Regions from separate parts of the Hordeum vulgare genome. Here all the other regions are linked to region 3. The links are chromatin contacts, called in public Hi-C maps. All regions are on one chromosome and are shown on one strand. Each heading gives the region's core, a stretch centred on a gene start, on an enhancer-like site or on the middle of the called end of the contact. The rest is flanking DNA. Distances are from core to core; before and after follow the strand shown. Region 1 holds the start of LOC123441505. Region 2 holds the start of LOC123439546. Region 3 holds the start of LOC123439547 (transcription factor NIGTH1-like).

Region 1 (3,223 bases), core at 568-3,067, 160 kb before region 3:
GTGGGGCGTTTTGGTGACCGGGTTTCATGGAGCCTTAAAAATTTATAAAAATTAAAATATCAAACTTTTAGGTTTTTAAAAAAATCTGAAAAAGTATGCAAATGTATAAGGTGTAAAAATCCAGGATGAAATATGTTGATATGCGACATGTACGAAACACAAGTTCATGGACTTTGAGGACGAATAGTATCATGTGCTGGAAAGCTCCCCTTTTTTTGCACAACTCTCATTCCAACCTAGTTTGTCCTGAAAATTTGCATCAATGTATATCGTGCCTCCTTGTATATCTATATTTTTTTAAAATGTAGAAATATGAATTTGGCAAATGGAGGCCTTAATGCAGCTCGGCCTCGAAAAGCAATTTTCGGATATAGTGAAATTATGAAAGATTTCAATTATTTATGTGTTATTGAAAAAAAAAATCAGGAGGACACGTCTTAGAAATTGCCAAGAACGTCCATAGGGAAAAAACTTGGGTTCTTGAAAAAAATGTTTTTTTCTCTCTAAAAGTTATATATAATTTTTTTCATATAAACACCAAGCCAAGCAAACCAGCTGACACGTTGCGCACATGTCAGGAAAATCACACACCACTCAATAAGATGGTTTCCTGCAAGTAAACCCATTCTGCTAACGAAAACGTCACACGACCAAGATAAAAACCAAGTAGACTAAGACTCTGTTTGAAACCATAATAGATTATGATAATCTGGATTATGAAGATAGATTATATAATCTGGTTTATAAAAATAATTTAAATGGACATGTTTGGAGGCCAGATTATATAAACTGTAATAAATGTTTTACATTGCATAATGACCTGTCTGTCCTCTGTTTTTTTTTTTGAAAAAAGAGAAGGATGGCGATGGTAGGAATGTAATTATCTTCAACTTTATAAGGGTAATGCGTCATTAACAATCCATAATCTGATTTTAGCTGGTATAGAGTAGATTATGAGTTTTTAATAATCTATCCATCTAGTTTTTATAATCTATACCATAAGCTGTTATGTTTATAGACATAATAGATTATAAAAACTGGATTATATAATTTGGGTCGTTCCAAACAGGGTCTAATCTCTACTAATAAAAAGGGCAGATCCAATTTAAGATCTGCACCGTCTAATTACATCATCAAGTGCTTAAATACGTCGTTAACAAAACTGGCTTCGTCAATCGCTAACGAAACACTACTAATCCCTCCTCTCTCCACGTTCTCAACTTCCGATGCCCCTCACGCCCCGCCCCTCCCCTCAACCGCCCCTCCCCTCCTATCCCACATCCGATTCAGACGTCTGCTACACACATGGCAAACCAGACCTGCGGCGGCGGCGGCGGCGGCGGCGGCAACGCGGGACGCAACAGGCTTGGCCTGCATCGGCGCTGGTAGGGTCCATTTCCTCCCTCGAGCGGCAGCGGGGTCGCACTCCATGATTTATTCGACTCCGTGCGGCGATTCATCAACTTCGGCACCAGCGGCGCCGCCCCGGAGCACTCCGTCGGGCCCTTTGGCGGGATCAGCGTCCGCATCACCTCTTGTGGAGGGTCATCTCCTGCCTCCACAAGTCGAGGGGGGTGGGGCTGCTTGGGCTCATCTCGAGAAGAGCCCCTCGCCGCCGCGCGGCCTGCTGCCGCCGATGCCCATGCCCACCGACGGGGACGTGGGTAGAGGCCGCTTAGACGAGCTGGCCTATAAAAGTGTGGCCGTGCTACTCCGTTCATCTCATCCAAACCTGATGGTCAGTGAGTTGGAGCTCCAAGCGGCAAATTAAAGGAGAGAGAGAGAGAGAGAGGGAGAGACGAAGAAGGACGACACGATGCGTTGTGCCATGCTGCTCCTGCTGGTCTTCGCGGCGGCGCGCACCGCCGTCGTCCTCACCGACGGTGAGACACCTATGTTCTTTGCTCTGTTGTGTGCCCTCGATTAGTGAGCTACTTGTCGCCGCATGATTTGATTTGCAGGAGTAAGTACGTACTAATTGAGAGATGTGCAGGATATCATTTCTTTTCTCCCTCCTTTCTCCGTCCGTTCTTGTTGTCTTCTTCGTGTCATATTCGTATTTGATTTGAGGTGTTCTTGTTGTCTGTCCAGTGTTAAGTATTGTTAGTTCATCGTCAAGTATAGTAGAGTACAGTAATGTTCAGACTAAAAAACTTATATACATATCCTAAAGCTGTAACTGGCAACTGCTGATGGCGCAGAGGCCCCCGAGGTAATTTAGATACATACATAAAAGTACGTTAGGCGAATCGATCACCGACAAGATCGGCTCCGGCGCGTTCCGGGATTGGGGCAGGTCTACTTCGGGATGAACCTGGACACTGGCGAGCTCCTCACAGTAAAACAGATGCCGGGATTTTTGCGATTTGGTGATCTGGTTTGTGCTGTGTGGATACCTGGGGTCATTTGTCGGACTAACTTCTCTCCCTTGTTTGATTTTTGGTTTCAGGTTCTGATCGGGAGCACCAACGCGACCTGGGCGAAAGGCCAAGTGAGTAGCACTTCTCCAACCATTTTGGTTGCCAGTTTAGTCGTTGAGGTTTTTCTTCATGTGAGGTGATTTGTGGATTTTGTTTCTAGGATTAGGCGTATATAAGAGAACTTGAGGAAGTGAAGCTCCTCAAGAACCTTTCACACCCCAACATTGTGGTGAGTAGATGAAAGATCGATTACATTTTAGATTATGTATACTTAAATGCTAGACTGCAGTTGTTTGATCTACTCTCTGTGGTTTGAGAAGAGGCACCTTTCACACCCCTGTGATTGCTCCTCTACTCCAAGCATGGCGCACATGAAACATCCCCGTCAAAGTCCTACTTCCTCCCCACCAGGAGAGTTAAAATGCACGGGTGGTTGTATGCTAGGTATTTGATGATATTTCTGCAAGTAAGACAATGGGTGCTACTCTGTTTTCTCAATCTCGTCGGAGACCACGGTGATTTGGTGACGAGATCCAATCTTGATTTGAAGAGCCTTCGGGCAGAGGATGGGAGCGGTGTGGTACATCCACCTGGTTGTGGAATTACATTGCGCTCCACTACTCTGAAATTAGTCCAGAGATCAAGGTAAGTGATTTCGGTGTAGCACCACATATTTTCAGGGCCCAATACTTATATTTATGTTTTGATCCTTCCAGCTTATGACATCCTGAATATCCATGGTACAGGTTTTAGAACCATCGTCTGCCGCCATCGTCGACGTGGTTTCCATGATGTCGGGAAGG
Region 2 (3,424 bases), core at 747-3,246, 150 kb after region 3:
CTTCCACCATGAGTTCTTTCCATACCTTTGCCTCTTTCACCTTGATCATCCTCTCCTCCAAGTCGGCCTTGCGCTTTGCTTCAACTTGTGCAAGCTTGACCTCTTTCTTCTTCTCGGTGATAAGAAGCTTCGTCTCCAATGTCTTCGTTGTCAATTCCTCTCTTGCCTTCATCATCTGCTCCATCTTCTCCCTTAGGCTTGACGCCTCTCCTTCCATCTTCACCCTTACCTTGCCCTTCTTGGTTCCCTCGGGCTTGCCCAAGTTCCTCTCCCCCTCCTCATCTTCACTATCATCCATCCTAAGCATTGCCGACTTCTTGGGTGCGGTCTCTTGATCCCTCAACTTCCACTTGTCAAAGGTTTGAAGAATTGCCCAAGCATGCTTAAATGGGAATGGCTTGCCCTTGGAAGCGGCCATCTCCTTGTACCTCATGCCGGCAATTGTCTCCTATCAACCACACATAATCACATAAGAACACAACAATAGCATAGTACACACACATAATCAAAATAGTGAAGAGATATGTACTCACATAGTCACTCTCCACGGTTCCACTAGGTGGTGCATCCCTCACTTGGTCCATGGCCGCACTCCAACAAGCACAAGCGGGCTTCATCAACTCCCACCGGCCTTGGAGCGACCGGTAAGTGCGAGAGATGAACCCACTATTCTTCGGCTTGATCCTACAATAGTTGTCCTCGATCCTTTGCCAATACCGTTTACCGGTTTGGTCGGTGCCGGTGGTTGCATCCATCCCCACAGCTGCCCAAGCACGAACCAAGAGGATATCTTCCGCCTCGGTGTAGTTTGTCGACCGCGCGTGTGGGCGGGAAGCGGCGGTGAATGCCTCCTCCCCTATCTCGGCCACCTCCTCCTCGTCATCCCCTTCATCCTCCTCATCTTCCTCCAAGTCATCACCAACCCTAAAGGGTTCTAGAGGCGGAGCCCCGAGGTCCACCTCCGCGTCTTGGAGGAGGTTCATGAACGAGGATGGGGTTGTCATTTCCTGGAACACCTCGTGCGCGACGGGAGGAGGTTCGGCGGGCGTGGCAGCGGGCTTCTTCCGCGTCGCGAGCTTCTTCCGCGGCTTGGTCACGGCGGAGGACTCGCCAGCGACCTTGGAGGCAGCCCCTCGCGGCCCACGGGAGGCCGCCTTCGGCCGGCTCTTCTTGAGGGCGGGCGCGGCGTCGGGGGCAGAAGCCGGGGCGGGGACGGGGGCCAGGGCAGACGCGGGAGGAGGCGGTGGCAGGCCTGCCCGCCGCCGCTTGGCCCCGACGGTGGCGGGGGCGGGCACGGGGCGGGCAGGGGCGGGCGCGGGGGTGGGCGCGGCAGCGGGCGCGGCGACCGGCGGGGGCGCGGCGGCGGCGGGGGCCTCCATGGCGGCGAGGGGGCGCGAGGAGGCGGCGGCTGGAGACGGGAGCGCGATGAAAATCCCTCCCGCGCTGGAGAGGAAGTGGAGTGCGGGTTGGGAGGAGAAATCCCAACCCTCACTTCTACAGGTTCAAAACAAGTTTGAGGGTTGGACCTCTAAATTATTTTACGGATTTAAGGGTTTAGGGGTTCTAGTCTATCGTTTCCTTCCGACGAAAATTGTAAAAAAAACGGTTATTTTTAAGGGTTTGAGGATTTGAGGGCTCTACTAGACTTGCTCTAAGATGCAATGACCACGCGTAATAGGCCGTGTGTTTAGTATTTATTTTTATTTTTTTGCCTGAAAAAACAGTAACGAGGGGAGTGCAAGTTTCTCCACCTCTGTGTCCACGACTCCCGAGAGGGCACATGCGATCCTGCCGAGCAACGGCCGCGATGCCCGCCGCGGCGGTCGCACGCACCACCTGCACCATACCCTCGTCAACTCCCGCCAACCTCTCGCAACATCACAGTGGCCACATGACACGGCCAGTGGCAGTCTGTAACCTCTGTTTCTGGGTCGCTTCCTAGCCAAGTCAAACCCAAGCTACTCAATACTACTTACAATATGTCCCCTAATCCCATGAAGCCCATCAAGAAAAATAATGCAACCGAAGCATCCATGGATTATTATTTGACACAATCCAAACGATCCCATCTGGTACAGGTATTCTTCTAGATCTGGCACATTCTAGTCAGAGATCCATTCCCATGCACGGCGTACTAGAGCGGAGGAGGTAGCGCCGTCCTGCCGAACCGATCACTTCTTTCTTGGACACTCACTCACGAGCAGCGCAAAGGGGCTGGAGAAACTTCTATGTTCTGGTCAGTAACCAGATCACTCTAGCTGTGAGTGTTAGCTTGCGGTGTTGCTGCAATGGCGGTGACCACGCTGCAGTTCGTCGGCTCGTTCTTGCTGCCGCTATTTGCCGTGGCTTCGTCGTTTGATCCGTTCCACCGGGACGCGCAAAGGATGGATCCCATGGGCGGCGGGCGGCAGCAGGGGCCCTTCATCCCGCACGAGTACGTGCGCTTCGCCGACGTCAAGCGGCAGTGCCGGTCCGTGCTCTCCGCCGCCGCCGACCTCAAGTTCGACGCCAACCGCGCCGCCGCACTCATGCCGGAGCTGTCCTTCGTCAAGGGCGACTGGAAGCAGGACGTCGACGACGGTGCGCCGCTAATGCCGTTCGACGGCACCGACGCGCCGGAGAGCGGCGCGGCAGGGGCGCCGGCTGACCCGCTGCCGCTCGCCACGTTCATGCTCACCCACGTCGACGTGGCGCTCCGCGGGAAGACAGCGCTCAACGTCAGCGGCGTCCTCGGCATCGCCGTCTCCCGCAACGGCACCGCCCCTGAGATGGGCCCCTACGTGTCGCCGGAGATCAAGGTGTGGCCCGGGAGCACTGAGATGAAGATACTATTCGAGGGCGTGTACACCGAGACCGGCGACGGCGACACCGTGCTATGCCTGGTCGGCGAGGCCGTGCTCCCGCGGCGCGGCAAAGACGCCGCCAACCCGTGGGACTGGGCCAAGAACACCGACCGCAACAACTTCCAGCCGCCAATCACCCACGACAAGAAGATCCTGCTCGTGCTCCGGTACCCCAACACGCTGACGCTGACGACGCGCGCCGTGCGCGGCGAGCTCACGAGCACAAACGGCAAGTCGGACGCCGCCTACTTCGGTGCCGTCACGATGCTCTCGCAGCTGGGCGCCTACTCCAACTACAAGTTCGGATCGGAGGAGCTCGTGAGCACGGCGTGCAGCCCGCAGCCTTACCGCGACGACATCCTCGGCGACGGCCGTGGGATATACAGAGGCGGCTCGCTGTGCGGCATCCTCGACCTGTTCACGTCGGAGGACGTGTTCGCCGTCATGCCCAACTGGAAGTGCAACTCCACCGACGCGTTCTGCCGGCGGCTCGGGCCGTTCGAAACCGACAAGTCGGTGGATGCGACGGACGGCGGGTTCAAGGATGTCAGCATCATCATGCAGGACATCCGGTGCGAGCC
Region 3 (3,669 bases), core at 835-3,334:
GCTGAAAAGAAAAGTTTTTCCTGAATTAAACGGGATAGGGATTCATCTAGGTCGGGTTTAACTCCTCGAACCAAAAATTAAAAGGAACTAAAGCCTCTTTAGAAATCGACTAGAGATGCTCTAAAGGTTATCAAATAGACCGCCAAACTATCAATTTAAAATGTGTCCAGAACCTTTACTGAACACGCTGACTCTTTGCTTGCATGCATAAAAGATAATTCAGTTTGCCGCTAAGAAAAATATACCCTCTTCTTAGTCTTATATCCATATTATTTGCCGCTAAAATGGATGATTTAGCGTTAAAATTCATCTTAGATAGATTCGTTTAAACGAGAAGTAATATGGTTCGAATGGAGAATTTTAGTTTGTATTTCATCGGTGAATATATATATATATATGTATGTACGTCTTCAAGGCTGGATGCATGCATGGTATACGTAAGTACAGTACCATACTAGCTAATGTTCGTACAGATAGAGAATCCCGGGAAAAAGGCAGGGATTGGAGTCTTGTACCTGAAGACTGCCCCAAGAAAGCGACCAACCCTAATTATTGCACAGGGAATTCGATGCACCATGCAAATACTCTCACACACACCTTTCTCCTGTCTCTCTCTCTCTCTCTCTCTCTACCCCTGGTAGTATCACACAAGCTGTGTGTATGGAGAGAGAGCGAGAGAGGAGGGGAATCTTCTTAGCTTCCTGCCCACTTCCTCAAAAAGCTAGGAGTAGTAGCAGCAGGGGAGATTCTCACTCACACCCCCGGCCAGCCGGCCCCTCTTTCTCTCTCTAAAGCACACTCCATGTCTCCTCCCTTTGTGTCCTTCTTTGTGTGTGCTGTATGTTTGATACCCCCCAAAGCCTAAGATATTCCTTGCTTCAGCCATGCTAATATATTCCCTTGCGAATGCAAAGTGCACCGCCAGTACCAGTACGTGGTAGTTCTTGAGGCATATGCACACATGTGTTCTTGCACATACAAACTGCTAATTAAGCAAGAAGATGGATGAAGAAGAGGAGCTTGTGTGTGAAGGGATGCGCCACCCTTTTCAAAGCAAAGAGGAGAAGAATCTTTGCATATCTTTGAGGGCTTGAAGTTGTGTGTGGAGTATATGCTTTAGTACCCCTTTTACCATTTCCTCTCCGTTGATTAATCATGCAGGAATCATTCACCGGAACCCCAGAAAACAAAAGTTGCCACTGTGTGCGAGCATCTGTGCATTGATATGTTTTCTTTAGATGTTATCAATTAGGTGTATGATGAATTTGCTTGCCTCCTTTTGGTTTTTGTTAGTGCAAGTAGTAGAGGATGGTGTGATTCCCATCCGGCTAGCTAGGTATATCTGGTGATTATCCCTTCGTGCGAGCGTCTGAAACCATTCAATATTGTTAATGGTAAAGGTAAAAATATTCTTCAAGACACCTTGCTGGTTCCTTCTTAGACTTGCAAGGTTCTCTTTGGACTACTTTGAGGAGGTCGCCTTTAATTCTTTTGAATCAGGAGCAACCAGCCAGGCTAAGCTAACTTCCTATGGGTGATGGGTTGATTCCTTGCCGTAAAACCGATTGTAAAGTTTAATCTACCACAAAAATGAGGCATCCATGTGAAAAGATTGACCAAGGAAAATACATCCATGTGGCGCTGCATGAATGGCCAGACTTTCAGCATGACAAGACATAGCCAACAAACCAAAGGTTTCCATATTTTCATGCATGCATGCATGATGTCCACAGATATTTGATGTATATGCTACTTTCAGTGGCATGCATATATGTGCATATACAAGCAACTAGCTAGGTTCATTCATTTGATCTTTTTGTTAAAATGGTACTCGGTGTACATACAGTGCAGTGACCAGAAACCACATGACCCCATCTGTGTGGTCGCCTAGCTACGGCTATATCCTACTGCACCACCTTGTAGTACATGAAACCTCCTGCATGCATGAGGATTAGCTTTTGCATCCTTTGATCTTTGCAAGAAGTTACCATGTCCTTGGCTTTATCCCTCTAGTCTAGCCTGCAGGTCTGTTGGTCTACAGTAGTAACAGTACCCTAGATCAAAGTAGGAGTATATCAAACACACACATACATACAGGGAGAGAACTTTTCCTTTTCACCCCCTCTAAATCGGACTTTATTCTCTCTTCCCTCCCAGAAATCACCCTTAAAAACAAGCCGATTCCACCCCCCGATCCCCCATCCACACACAAACACACACCTGATATCCAAGTAATATACTGGAGCTTCCCTAGCACCTCACTATAGCTAGCTTCACCACTTCACACACACACACACACACATGGATTCCTCGCCGTCTGACCTAACCCTAGACTACACGCCCAACGGCAACGGCACGGCGGCTGCCAGCGGCGGCTACCCGAAGCAGGCGTCGCCGGTTGTGGACCACCGCCATCATCTTACGCCGGAGCAGGCCACAACGCAGAAGCTGCAGGAGTTCCTGGCCCGCCTCGACGACGAGCGGCTCAAGATCGACGCCTTCAAGCGCGAGCTCCCGCTCTGCATGCAGCTGCTCAACCAAGGTAATGAACGTGCATGCCGAACTGCCTATGCATGCGATGCGAGCTTACGTAGAAGGCGATGGAGCTCTGCCTGACTGTATAATGTATGTGTGGGTGCAGCTATGGAGGCGTACAGGCAGCAGCTGGAAGCGTGCCAGATGGGGAGCCATGGCGCTGCGGCGGCGAGGGCGCCGCTGGTGCTCGAGGAATTCATACCGCTGAAGAACATCGGGATCGACGAGGCGGAGAAGGCGGCCGGGAACGCGCCGTCAGAGAAGGCGAGCTGGATGGTGTCGGCGCAGCTGTGGAACGGGCCGGCTACGGGGGACGCGGCGGCCAAGGGCCCGCAGACTCCCAAGGAGCGCTCGGAGCACCCGCTGGACACGAGCCCCATGCTCGGCGCCCTCGACGGCGGCGGCGGTGCTTTCCTCCCGTTCAGCAAGGAGAAGGCCTGTATGGCGGAGAGCGCGGCGCTGCCGGAGCTCGGGCTCGCGCCCGCGGAGAAGGACCGGGAGGCTGACAGAAAGCCGTACCACGACGCCGGCGGCAGCAACGGCACTGTAGTCTCGCGGAGAGACGTCGGTGCCCCACCGACGTCGACGGCGCCGGAAGGGCAGTCGGTGCCACCCGCTCCGCAGACGAACCGGAAGGCTCGGCGGTGCTGGTCGCCGGAGCTGCACCGCCGCTTCGTCAATGCCCTCCAAATCCTGGGCGGCGCTCAAGGTATACACACACAGACGTCCATATGTAATGATCTAACTATTTGGAGATGCATGAAATTAACTGGCTGGATCGTAATTACATGTGTACTAAAGACAGATTCTAAATCTCCTTCTTCTGTTTGCAAATTGATTAAAGTGGCGACCCCGAAGCAGATCCGCGAGTTGATGAAGGTGGATGGATTGACCAATGATGAGGTGAAAAGCCATCTCCAGGTAATTATAATCTCATCATCAGTCTCTTGCATTTTCTTTCTTCGTACTACGTTCCAGCAATTGTGTGCATGCAGGTGCTTTAATTATGAGTAGGCTGGTTAATTAATCGATTACTATACGAACACATGGGACATCAATAGTTGTGTTCTACCTAACTTCTAACTAATTTTGCTTTGTTTGTGTTGCGTGCAGAAGTACAGGTTACACACGAGA

The links. A called contact is a pair of places that touch in the nucleus more often than the background predicts.
Region 1: a contact with region 3 is called in a Hi-C map of seedling, with 3 times the contacts expected there. The contact joins the promoter of LOC123441505 here to the promoter of LOC123439547 in region 3. A contact is called at or near these places in 4 of 6 Hi-C or Micro-C datasets (leaf and seedling) and 1 of 1 datasets of contacts at active chromatin or transcription factors (embryo).
Region 2: a contact with region 3 is called in a Hi-C map of seedling, with 2.4 times the contacts expected there. The contact joins the promoter of LOC123439546 here to the promoter of LOC123439547 in region 3. A contact is called at or near these places in 2 of 6 Hi-C or Micro-C datasets (leaf and seedling) and 1 of 1 datasets of contacts at active chromatin or transcription factors (embryo).

What each region holds. Positions count from the first base shown.
Region 1 is chr3H:71,734,360-71,737,582 of MorexV3_pseudomolecules_assembly, reverse strand. LOC123441505 reads left to right here and starts at 1,817. Exons shown (of 12, transcript XM_045117913.1): 1 at 1,817-1,883; 2 at 2,202-2,212; 3 at 2,450-2,491; 4 at 2,587-2,649; 5 at 2,865-2,886; 6 at 2,971-3,065; 7 at 3,167-3,223. The coding sequence starts at 1,817.
Region 2 is chr3H:71,428,314-71,431,737 of MorexV3_pseudomolecules_assembly, reverse strand. LOC123439546 reads left to right here and starts at 1,996. Exons shown (of 1, transcript XM_045116249.1): 1 at 1,996-3,424. The coding sequence starts at 2,289.
Region 3 is chr3H:71,578,099-71,581,767 of MorexV3_pseudomolecules_assembly, reverse strand. LOC123439547 (transcription factor NIGTH1-like) reads left to right here and starts at 2,084. Exons shown (of 4, transcript XM_045116250.1): 1 at 2,084-2,542; 2 at 2,642-3,244; 3 at 3,380-3,456; 4 at 3,649-3,669. The coding sequence starts at 2,302.